4 separate regions of the Mus musculus genome follow, and regions 2, 3 and 4 are each linked to region 1. Evidence: chromatin contacts called from public HiChIP or PLAC-seq and promoter capture Hi-C data. All regions are on one chromosome and are shown on one strand. The core of a region is the stretch at or near the end of the contact, and the rest is flanking DNA. Distances in the headings are between cores, read along the strand shown.

Region 1 (2,895 bases), core at 295-2,794:
CCCTGGTTATAAACATCCATTTTCCCAGCTGTCTGTAGTGGTACACACCTTTAATCCCAGCACTCAGGAAGCAGAGGCAGGCAGATTTCTGTTAGTTTGAGGCCAACCTCGTCTACAAAAAAGTCCAGGACAGCCAGGGCTCTGTTCCACAGAGAAACCATGTCTTGAAAAACAAAAACTTAAGAAAAAAAATCCATTTCCCAACATGCTTGGTGGCCTCCTGCAAGGGGGGTGGGGAGGGGTCCATGGCTGCCAAGAGGATGTCAGCTTGCTCCTTGCCTCCACTAGCAGTCCAAAGGAGGGAGAAGGGAGGAAGGAGATGGAAAGGGCCTTTGTGTTCCACACATACATTTCATAACCCGGAAGAAAGGTGGGCACCTGGGGCAGCAGGCCTTGATAACATGTGACTGGGGGAACTCTTCTCTAGGCTCTCCTCCCCAACAGGGAACACCCCTAAAACCCTCCCTGTTCATACATGGCAGCGGCTGCTATAGGGGTTAGGTTTGGGTTCTGAGGTCACAAAATAGATTGTCTTACCTGGAGTACAGCATGTTTGGTATGTGCCCAAGACAAGCTTAGGGCCCAGGTAGGGTTGTGTTGAAGGGCATTAGAGGGACTTAGAGTTTTCAATTTATTTCCCTGTCTGCTTCGCTCCAGGCTAGAAATGTTAACAGGGAGAACATGGATAAAGTTGAGTCTTCGTATTCTTTCTCCTTTCAGGAGTAGCCAGTGGCTCCTCTAGCGCAGGGCCCAGTCTAGTACTCTGGTTCTGCTCCTTCTTATGGTTGTTTTTGTTTCTTTGTTTGTTTGTTTCTGTGTAGCCCTGGCTGTCCTGGAACTAGTTCTGTAGACCAGGCTGGTCTCGAACTCAGAGCTGCCTGCCTCTGCCTCCTGAGTGCTGGGATTAAAGGAAGGTGTGTCCCACCCCAGCTGGCTCTTTCCTGTGCCTTTACATTAGTATGTTCTCAGTCAGGCCTCCCATTTCTACCATGGCTCAGAGCTCAGCGGAGGCTGGCTCTGTGCCGCCCCTCAGGTTGTAGGGTATAGATGATGGTGTTTCCTAGGTTTATTTGTTCCTGGAGTACAGAAGGTGGGAGTGTCTTAAGATCTGGTCTCTCCTTAGAAAGGTCAACTTCTCTCTGCAGCTTAGAAAATCATCATCCTAATTATGGGAGAAATTGATCCAAGATATGTGTGTGTGTGTGTGTGTGTGTGTGTGTCCATGTCTATGTCTGTTTGTCTATTTCACAGTTTCCTAGCCCCCATGTCCCGGGGTGTAGGCAGGCTCCAGTGGCCTGGGGATTTGGGCAGTGGCTCCTCCCACAATTCTTAGAGCTTATTGGCCAGTTATCTCTTAGATATCCGCAGTGAGGAAAGCATTCTATGCTTTCTCCTTGACCATATTGGGCTCCCCGAGGCACCTGGTCCCCCAGACTGCCTTCCCAGGGGTGACCCTAGCCCTGGAAGCGGGCAGGTAAGGGTTAAAAGGTGTGGGCCAACCCCATCCTGTCCAGGTAGGTTGGGCCTTTACCTAGTGGGAGGTAGCCAAGACAGCAGTCACTGCTGTTCACTTGTACTGCCAGGAAAGCTAGGGCCTGGACGAGACAACTGTTCTTTTGGAAATATTTGAGGCTGCCATCCAGCACTAGGGCATTGGTGAGTACCAGCGAGCAATGGGGCAGGGCCGTGAGATAGGGTAATGGCACAGGAACTGAGGAAGTTCCCTTCTAGAGATCCAGATCTGAGGAAGGAGGACCCTGAGAATATAGGGTAGCGATAGGAGGGGTGGTGTTCAGTATGGGAGGATCAGGGGACCAGGGCAAAGCCTCACGTGTCCATTTTCCTTTCTTGATATCAAAATAATTCTTGGTTGGAAAATGGAGGAGGAAGGACGGGGCAGAGACTCAGCCTTCTCTTCTCGGCCCCTCTCCCCCTTTTTATCAGGACTAGTGCCTCAGAGAAGACGAGCTGAACCGATTAGATACCACTGTTGTTCAGGCATCTGTATCTGCTTGTCCCTCTGTTTGTTTGTTCAGCCAGAGTAATTGAAGGGGGTGTGCTGTATGTTTGGGGGAGCAATGGGGATCAGGTCCAGACTCTGTGTGCATTTGCTCAAGTGGTGGCAGGATGTGGAAATGGGGCTCTCATTGACAGTGTTGGAGTGCCACCCAGGTGAAGTATCTTGGTTGTAAACAGTCATTACAGCCAGGAATTTTTCTCAGCCGTGGTGTCAGAAGGGCAGACCTGAAAAACCTGCTGGGCCTGCCTCTGTGTGTGTGTGTTTCCCCGCATGTGCCCTCTGTAGCTCGCTTGCTGCAACCTAAGCCCGTAACAGGACCACAGAATGACAAGGCAAAGCTCTGGTGTGGGCAGGAGGGTCTCAGAGGTTCATATGAGGGCATGGTAGTGATGCTGGAATGTGGTAGATTGCCTTCTTACTATCTCTGTCTGATGTCAGGCAGTCTGAAGTTCCAAGTGTACAGAACATGGAAGAGTAGAAGCAAAGGTTCCTGAGTCAGGTATGGAGGTGTGGGGCGTTGATCCATGTCTAGCCTGCCTAGTGACCCAATGACTCATGCCATAACTATGTCCCTGAGGTCAGACTGATGGGGTGGAGTCGGGGTTCCTGACTGGACCCTGTGTCGACTCCGGGATACTCTAATTTTCTAAAGAAGGAAGGACGGAGGCCCTCTGATGTGAAACATGAGACAATGTTGGTGAACGGGTAAATGGACCCAAGGTGGGAGGAGTTAGCTTTCTGTTGGGGTGGAGAAGGGTTCAGGCAAGCCTTGTGAAAGTTTTCCGAATTAAAATGGGTCCTGGGAAAGTAGAAGTTTCGGGGGCTGAGGGACCGAGGAGGCTGAGGTGGGACACTAAAGACACCCTACCATGCCG
Region 2 (2,892 bases), core at 346-2,845, 320 kb after region 1:
CTAATTAAAACAAACAAACAAACAAACAAACAAACAAAAAACAGTTTTCTAGGATTGGTTTTTAAAAAATTACTTGATATTTAGGCACCAAGAAGTAAAATCTGTATCTTTGATTTTCTTAGGTTAATTTTATGTGGGTGTTTTTAATGTTTTTTATAAATTAAGTTTGTTCTGTAATAATGTCATATATGTTTATATATATGGATTCTGACTGCTCTAATCCTTACTTTCTTGTCTCTCTCTCACCCCTGTCCTCCCTTTCCTACACTCATGGCTTCTTGTTTTGTGACATACTCAGTTTAAAAAGGGTTGCTTATGTGACTGTAACTGTGGAGTTATGCACTGGACCTGGCTGGCTTCCCTAGTGGGTACATATCTGAAGATAATGATATCCGGTCTTCCAGAGTCTACCAATAGCCAATAGTTCCCCAGGGTCCTGTAAGTACTGACAAGGTAGGTAAGGGGAGGTGCTGCTTCAAGTAGGGTAGCCTTGGGAGCCTTGTCCTCTTTGAGTCTCAATTTTGTCACCTTTAAAATGCTACCAATTACTACCCCACAGGGTTTCCACACGTTGGCACTGTGCGGTGGTGTAAAGAGGTGCCCTGTCCCCAAAGGCACTGTGAACATTGCCTGTATCCAAATCTGAACTTTCTCAAAACTATAGCTTAAGGACCTGAATATACCAGAGATGGGGACCAGTCCCACTTGCTGCCCATTAACAGGCTTGCCTTACACCTCACCACGCTTTCTTGCTGCTGCAGAGAGTCCGCTCTCTTCTTCCACATTTCATTGTCACCTCAGGCTGCAATATATCAGGTGACACACTTGCTGTTCTCAGGTGAGGACAGTCACGTCCTACTCCAGATCTGTAAATGAGGTCCACAGGCCAGTGTGGCCTCAGCTCACATCTGCTATCAAGATACTGTCCTAATTAGAAAAAGCAAGCTGTAGAACAGTGTGTACAATATATTTGTGTGCATTGTAAGATAAACATATGAAGTATGCTTATGTATTTGTAAACAAATTATGAAGGAATATGTGAGGAGTTACGCTTTTGACTAGTTCTAATGGGAAGAAAGGAGACTTTTTACTCATTATTATAATTTGAAAGTTGTTACCAGGAATACAGTTTCTTTCATAATAAAAAACCTTTAAGTAAAAACATAGATAACATATAGAAACATATAGTCATGTGTTGTATGATGATGTTTGATCAACAGACCACATATATGATGGTGATCCTGTAAGACTGTGATGAGGATGAAATAAATTCTTATTGCCAAAAGATGGCAGAGCAATTGCCAAATAAGTAACACTACAGTACTCATATGTGTGTGGTGACGCTGGTGTAAATGCAGATGCAGTACTAAAAATAGGTAACAGCCAAACTCCACAGGTATCTGCAGCTCTTGGTTTGCTCATCTGTGAAATCATAGCTAATCCATAGGGCCACAATCCATAGGACCACTGTGCTCATTGAATGACTCACGCTCAGGAAATGCTTCTGCTTAGCAAAATAATGGTATAGAAGAGGCAGAAGGCAGGCTGGTTTGATGTGATAATCTCTTTCGCCACCTTGTGGTTGGTGACGCACAAGTCAGCCGTGCCGCGACACGTGTTAATAAGCAGAGACTCGAGCTTCCTCCAAGTTTGGACCTTAGTGGGCCGGATGATTTGGAACTTGGAGAACTGAGAAATAAAAACGTAAGTAGGTAGCTTATGGCTCTTTCATTTTAGGTCCTTATTGTCTAGACGCTTTACTTACATTCCCTACGCGTGCGTGCGTGCGCGCGTGCACGAGCACACGGGGAAACTCCCCCCTCCCCCCTGCCCCCGGTACTTAAAGAAGGTAAAATGTGCGTGTGTGTGCGTGTGTGCGCGCGTGTGTGTGTGCGTGCGCGCGCGCGCGTGTAAGGTGTTCGTGCTGGTGACTACAGAGGTTACAAGAGGGGCATTGGATCGATCCCCCCCCCCCGAACGTGAGTTATGGACCACCACGTGGGTCTTAGGAATTGAACCCAGACCCTCTGTGAGAATTAAGTGCTCTCAACTATTTATGCATCTTCCCACCTCCAAGTGTTAGTTTCCACAAGTAGATGTTGTGGATGTTCTAGAGACATAGTTCGGAACTCAACCACAGCAGTGTCCATGCGGACAAGAAGAGGGAACATACATGTTTCTACTACTTAGTCTCTAAATCAGATTTCTAGCCAGCTACAAGTTTCTTTGAGCTCCCTAATAGGTCGAGGGGGAGGGGCGTGCACACACACATACCCATGCCATCTATCATCTATATCATCTGTCGTCTACCTTGTTACCTAAGGAAGGAAAACCAGTGTCCCTGCGCAGAAATGTATGTGAGCTAAACACTCAAACACATAAGATAAATAAATCTTAGTTGATTCTAATCCTTACTGTCCCTTGGTCATGGTCTATCACATCCATGGGGCATGGCTTCTGCCAGGCAGTTCTTGTTTTCCTCATGAGCCAAAGTTGTATGGAAGAGCATCCAATCAGTAGAACCTACTAGGGCATAGTCCTTCCCCTAGGCTAAGCTTGGGTTTCCATCCGAGGGAGGCAGGACTCTGAATGGAAGGATTTCTGAAAAAATTACAAGGACTGTTGAGAAATGCTTGGGTAAGGCAGGGAACCATGAGTACTTCAGATCTTGTCTTCCTTTCCCAGATCCAGCTCTCCCAACAACAGTAGGCTTGAGAGATGTATGGCCCAGGCACACCTGGGAATCTAGAGCTGCCTAATTTTTGGTTAGGTTACATTTAAGCTATTTTCTGGGTAGGTAATGTGTTAACAAATGGGAGGGTTGTTTTTGGACTAGGGTCTCCACTGGAGTATGGATCATGCTGTCTAATTTACCATTGTATTACGTAGCTC
Region 3 (2,874 bases), core at 340-2,839, 450 kb before region 1:
ACACACACACACACACACACACACACACAAACCCTGCCTTGAAAAAAAAGACTTTAAGGCTGGGAGTATAGCTCAGTGGTAGAGCCTTTGTCTGCCTGCCATGCTTGGAATGTGATCTTTAGCACCCCTAAAACAAACCAAAAAAGTAAGTATTGTAGAGACTCACTGCAAAATGTGCACACATTCAATTTTATTCTATTAACCCACTTCCTCAAAGCATATCAAAAACATACACTCTATATTTTAATTTCTTTCCCCTTGAGACAGGGTTTCTCTGTGTAGCCCTGGCTGTCCTAGAACTCACTCTGTAGACCAAGCTGGCCTCGAACTCAGAAATCGGCCTGCCTCCCAAGTGCTAAGTGCTGGGACTAAAGGTGTGCATCACCACGTCTGGCTTCCCCCAATTTTTTAAGTACACAGTCTTCCTTTTTTTTTTTTTTCATTGCAAGAATTTGTCAGGGTTTACTTTGTCCTGTATTGGTAGACACTCAGATTTCTAGTGGTCTCATATACAAACGACCTCAGGGATCAGCATGACCCACCACATCCAACATATTTTTAAAATAACTCTTTTTGGTGTGCTGGAAATCAAAACCTGGGGCCTCCCCATGTAGACCCTCCCATCAAGCTGTATACTCAGCCCCTTAAAATGATCTTTAAAGAAGAAGAAACCAAACTGTATCTGGTCACCCTTGATAAGCACCTAGACCCTTCTTTTACTCAGGAATATGAAATACCAAAGATCCCTGGGCAAGAGATGGGTTTTCCGGAGACTCACTGTCCTTGTTGAATTTCAAAATCATGACTTGTTTCTCTCCCACAGGGCTACGGCATGGCATACACTGTCCACAAGTGGTCAGAGCTCAGCTGGGCCAGTCACTGGGTCACTTTTGGATGCTGGATCTTCTACCGTCTCATAGGCTGAGGCATATGACCATCATAATCCCCTTCAATACCCCTCCTTAGGGTGCCAACTCTGATGGGGGATGAGAAAAGACCCTTTCTCTACTCCTTTTCCCTTATCCATTCTTGACCCCCAACACCCCTCCACACAACATAGGAACACACACAACTTTCTATGCCTGTCAATCCTCACCCCGCCACCAGGCAGGAAGGGGGTGGTCCTTATTGGGCCAAGGAACGATGGATACTTGGGAAAGCAGACAGGAGCAGATCCAGGGCCTCTGCGCCTGCCGTCTCCCTTTTTTATATGCAGTTTGTTATTGTCGAATAAAAGTAGAACTTACACAACAGGCTCGGTTTTTTGGTTTTTTGTTTTTTTTTTTTTTTTTCACTGATCAGAGGGGAAAAAGGGAAAGCAAAGAAATTCCACCACACATAAAGGTTTGGAAACTGAAAATCGTGGAGAGGGAAAATAAAATTGTGATCTATTCGCGATGAATTCAACATGGTCTGTGATTGGCTAATGAGTCTATGATGGCGGGGTCCTGGTCCTGCTTGCGTAGAGCAGGGACAGATTTTGTGGGGGAGGCTTAGTAATACTTCATGGAAAACTGGGGGATCCCTGTACTGATTGGTTCGTCAGATTCGAACGGGGCGGGGTAGGGCAAGACAGAAGAAGGGTTGATGCCTACTGGTCCGTAGGTAATAATTAAAATGACAGTTTGAGATGATCAATATTCTGACTAAATGCTGACGAGGTCTGTTTGCCAACTTGTTTACCGTCATGCCTTCTGTTTGGCTTTTAAGAACTGGCACTGTTGAGAGTCTACACCAACTGCTCAGCAGGAGTGAGGGTTTGAAGGTGACCGATGCTGTTAGGACTGGAGAGTTCTGAGCTCTGGTGGGCGCTAGGTTTGTTTGTACTGAATGTAATCCACCTGTCGTATTCTCTGCATTTGGGCTAAGAATGGGTCCGGGAACTGATTGGTTGCCTAGAAAACTTAGAAGACCACGCAACTCCGGTCACTAGCAAATGTTGAGGGTTTCAAATTTCAGCCTCATCTTGTGCGATTGATAAGAGGGCAGGGAAATTGAAGCTCAGAATAGCATAGATTTGCTATCGGGAGAAAGCGCCCACAGACCTTGGAGGTCTCCACCCTACTCCTGACTTGGTCTCAGCCAACAGGGAAGATGACACCATAGGCGAGGACAGGGCCTGCGACATTCGGAGGACTCCTATTGGCAGAAGCCACCTTCTCCACTTCACTATTGGTCCGCTCCATCGGGCGGGGAAGCGCTAGAGCTGAGCGGAACTGGGGCTATTAGGGAGCCTGCAGGTCTTCCTGGAAAGTCGCAAGCCTGTGTTAGGAAGTCGCCCTGCGATCGCGCCGCCTGGGGTGAGTGCCAGCCAGCTTGTCCGAGCCCCTCCACGTGCCCAGACCCTCCACGACAGCGGTTTGCCTGCGAGTCCTGCCCTACCCTGCGCTTGCGCGGGACCCGGGCCCTAAATCGGTTGTCCAGACGACGGAAGACTCGCCCTCTCGTTGGGCAGCTACAGTGGAGGGTTCTGGTTGTGATTGGTGGTCTCTGGGCTTTGTTTTCCTTTCTCTTGGTTAGCGCCGCCCGTGAGACCCCTGCTTTTGCTACTTCTAGCTTGTTGCAGGGTGGCACACTAATTGCCTGGACTCTTGCTTTTGAAACGTGGTGCTTGGGGCCGCAGCTCTGATTCCTCATCTCTGCAGCCCCCTGCGGGTGGGAGTAGCGTCCAGTTAAATCTCAGCCACTGGACCCTGCAGTGCACCCCGACTACATTCCTGTGTCTTTCCAACAAACTGAGCCCCAAAGTGCTAGGACCTGGCTTGTTGACAGTGACTCGCCCACCAGACTGTGATCATACTCTGTGACTAGCAACCAGAAGTACAACTCGATGATGCTGGCAGTACAATCTGATGATTCCTCTTTAGAGCCTCA
Region 4 (2,949 bases), core at 210-2,709, 370 kb after region 1:
GTGCACCAGGTACAGCCGGCTGTCACACTGAGGCACTGGACTCTTCTTAGCTCACTCTCTCCCCACGTGCTGATCCCTGCCTTTGGCTGCACCCTCCAGAAGCAGCAGTTGCAGCTGCTTCTGACATCCCCACTCTGCCCAAGACCTGAGCTGTTTGTTCTGGACTCATTCTTCCTGGGCTCTATGATGCTGCTTTTCATACAGCAGGCCCCCAGACTCTCTCCTCACTGGCAGCTCCAAAGATACCCGCTTTATTCCTACGTGCTGCCCACCCAAGACTCTGCTAAATCTTATGGGTCTCAGACTTTGTAGTTTGGGTTCCTTGCAGCGTAAGGGAGGTGCAACCTGTAGGAACAGCCTTGCAGTGTCTGGTTTCCCCTGCTGGCCTTGGAGTGACTGTTTCTGCCCACAGGCTGCTCAGTATCTGGAGTGCTGTATCTGGAGGCCAGCTGTCAACCAGTCATCCCACCCAGGGCCTTTGGAGCCTGAGTGGGAGGCAAGGAGCCAGCACAGGATGGGCTGATAAGTTTCTCAAAGAGACATGTCCCTTCAGGTGGAGCGGCCTTGGGAGCACTGTTGTCCCTCTAGATCTGGGGTTCAGGCTGGTCCCCAGTAAAGTTTGAGCTTCATCGTTTCTGGGAGAGCAGGAGTTGGACCTAGAGGGGGAGACTGAGACATGTTGGGGGTACGTTCAGCTGCTGGAGGCAGGTTCAGCCGCTGGAATGATGGATGTCGGAGCTCCCGCCTTTATTCTCAAGTACCAGACTGTGAAGGGATATTTTATGGCCTCAGAAACGTTTCTAGACAAGACAACCCTTCGGGCCCCCCGCCCCACAGGCTAGGGGAAGCTGCACCCTTGAGGGCAGTACTAGAGGGGAGGAGACCGCCTAGGGGGTCAGAGCAGCGATTGGAGCGGAGAGCTGGAAGCGCCTTAAAGAGACTGCGCGGTCCCCGCCCCACTTCCCGCCAGCCTCAATGAATTAGAGCTGTGTTTCCCAAACTTGCCTGATCACTAGCAGTTTCTCCGGCCCTAGTTAGAGATCCAGGTTCCGGAGTACCTCCCTTCAAGAGTCTGATTCAGTAGGCCTGCGGGTGGAGCCGAGGAATCTGTAATTTTAACACGCTCCCCCACGTGATTGTCGTGAACCAGCAAGTTTGGGAAATATTGAATTAAAGGAAACGGGGCCTGGCTGCAGAAGCGGCCTCCGCTAGGGGGCTTCGGCGGGAGCATTCCCGGGGGCGTCGCCTGCTTCCGCTGCCGCCTCCTTCAGTGAAAGTCCCTTTTGGGTCCAGCTGCCACAACCACCGCGCTCCCTCAGTCCGGACGGGGACACCCCAGGTCTGCGTGGCCCCCGCGCCACCACGCCCAGTGGCCGCCCGAGCCCCACGAGCAGGGGGAGGAGTCGCAGCCAGTGGAGGCGGAGGAGGCTGGAGGAGGCGGAGACGGCGGAGACGGGAGAGAAGGCATAGAGGAAGGTGGAGGCGGAGAAGGTGGAGGGGAAGGTGGAGGCGGCCGGGAAGGTGGACGCCACCGGGAAGGTGGAGACAGCAGGGAAGGTGGACGCCACCGGGAAGGTGGAGATCGCGGAGGGTCCGGGCCGCGGGGCTGAGCTCAAGCTGGAGCTGGAGCAGGAGCCCGAGCCGGAGCCCGAGCCGGAGCCCGAGCGGGAGCCCGAGCGGGAGCCCGAGCCGGAGCCGGAGCGGGAGCCCGAGCCGGAGCCCCAGCCAGAGCCCGAGCCGGAGCCCGAGCCCGAGCCCCAGCCGGAGCCGGAACCCGAACAGAAGCCGGAGCCCGAGCCGGAGCCCGAACCCGAGCCCTTACAGGAGCCTGAGCCTGAGCCTGAGCCTGAGCCTGAGCCTGAGCCTGAGAGGCAGCCCGAGAAGGAGCCGAAGGATGAGAACCCAGCGCAGAGCGGTGTTGGCGGCAGCGGCGACGAGGTTCCTCCCCCCACCCTTCCCTCCGACCCTCCGCGGCCCCCTGATCCCTCTCCGCGTCGCAGTCGTGCCCCGCGCCGCCGACCCCGGCCCCGGCCCCAGACTAGGCTTCGTACCCCGCCGCAGCCTAGGCCACGGCCCCCACCCCGGCCCCGGCCCCGGCGTGGTCCTGGGGGCGGATGCCTGGATGTGGATTTTGCTGTGGGGCCACCAGGTTGTTCCCACGTGAACAGCTTTAAGGTGGGAGAGAACTGGAGGCAGGAATTGCGGGTTATCTACCAGTGCTTCGTGTGGTGTGGAACCCCAGAGACCAGGAAAAGCAAGGCAAAGTCGTGCGTCTGCCATGTGTGTGGCACCCATTTAAACAGACTCCACTCTTGCCTTTCCTGCGTCTTCTTTGGCTGCTTCACAGAGAAACACATCCACGAGCACGCTGAGACAAAACAGCACAACTTAGCGGTAGATCTTTATTATGGAGGCATATACTGCTTCATGTGTAAAGACTATGTGTATGACATAGACATTGAGCAAATTGCCAAAGAAGAGCAAGGAGAAGCCTTGAAATTACAAGCGTCCACCTCGACAGAGGTTTCTCAGCAACAGTGTTCAGTGCCGGGACTTGGGGAGAAATATCCCACCTGGGAAACGACCAAACCTGAACTAGAACTTCTGGGGCACAACCCACGGAGAAGAAGGATCGCCTCCAGCTTTACCATCGGCTTACGAGGACTAATTAATCTTGGCAACACGTGTTTTATGAACTGCATTGTCCAGGCCTTGACCCACACTCCAATACTGAGAGATTTCTTTCTCTCTGACAGGCACCGGTGTGAAATGCCCAGCCCTGAGTTGTGTCTGGTCTGTGAGATGTCGTCGCTCTTTCGGGAGCTGTATTCTGGAAACCCATCTCCTCATGTGCCCTATAAGTTACTGCACCTGGTGTGGATACACGCTCGTCATCTAGCAGGGTACAGGCAGCAGGATGCCCACGAGTTCCTCATCGCTGCGCTAGAT

Evidence for each region. Promoter capture Hi-C pulls out the DNA fragments that hold promoters and counts their contacts. HiChIP or PLAC-seq counts read pairs in DNA pulled down with a chosen protein or histone mark.
Region 2: a contact with region 1 is called in an H3K27ac HiChIP or PLAC-seq map of extraembryonic endoderm stem cells. The contact joins the promoter of 2010204K13Rik here to the promoter of Ccdc120 in region 1. A contact is called at or near these places in 8 of 39 promoter capture datasets (the C10 cell line, the SN4741 cell line, embryonic stem cells and 4 more) and 4 of 115 datasets of contacts at active chromatin or transcription factors (embryonic stem cells, extraembryonic endoderm stem cells, stem cell-derived epiblast-like cells and 1 more).
Region 3: a contact with region 1 is called in an HNF4G HiChIP or PLAC-seq map of pancreatic cancer cells. The contact joins the promoter of Ebp here to the promoter of Ccdc120 in region 1. A contact is called at or near these places in 1 of 39 promoter capture datasets (cranial neural crest), 1 of 115 datasets of contacts at active chromatin or transcription factors (pancreatic cancer cells) and 1 of 9 other capture datasets (adipose tissue).
Region 4: a promoter capture Hi-C map of embryonic stem cells shows a contact between it and region 1, with 2.5 times the contacts expected there. The contact joins the promoter of Usp27x here to the promoter of Ccdc120 in region 1. A contact is called at or near these places in 2 of 39 promoter capture datasets (embryonic stem cells and liver), 1 of 115 datasets of contacts at active chromatin or transcription factors (stem cell-derived neural progenitor cells) and 1 of 9 other capture datasets (adipose tissue).

What each region holds. Positions count from the first base shown.
Region 1 is chrX:7,739,973-7,742,867 of GRCm38.p6, reverse strand. It overlaps Ccdc120 (coiled-coil domain containing 120), which reads left to right and starts at 1,544. Exons shown (of 10, transcript NM_207202.2): 1 at 1,544-1,656.
Region 2 is chrX:7,421,691-7,424,582 of GRCm38.p6, reverse strand. 2010204K13Rik (RIKEN cDNA 2010204K13 gene) reads left to right here and starts at 1,595. Exons shown (of 2, transcript NR_027924.1): 1 at 1,595-1,704.
Region 3 is chrX:8,192,227-8,195,100 of GRCm38.p6, reverse strand. It overlaps Ebp (phenylalkylamine Ca2+ antagonist (emopamil) binding protein), which reads left to right and starts at 1,589. Exons shown (of 5, transcript NM_007898.3): 1 at 1,589-2,300. Porcn (porcupine O-acyltransferase) reads left to right here. Exons shown (of 15, transcript NM_023638.4): 15 at 824-1,255. The coding sequence ends at 925.
Region 4 is chrX:7,374,340-7,377,288 of GRCm38.p6, reverse strand. It overlaps Usp27x (ubiquitin specific peptidase 27, X chromosome), which reads left to right and starts at 1,459. Exons shown (of 1, transcript NM_019461.4): 1 at 1,459-2,949. The coding sequence starts at 2,428. Gm14379 (predicted gene 14379) reads right to left here and starts at 1,364. Exons shown (of 2, transcript NR_026741.1): 1 at 1,006-1,364; 2 at 1-765.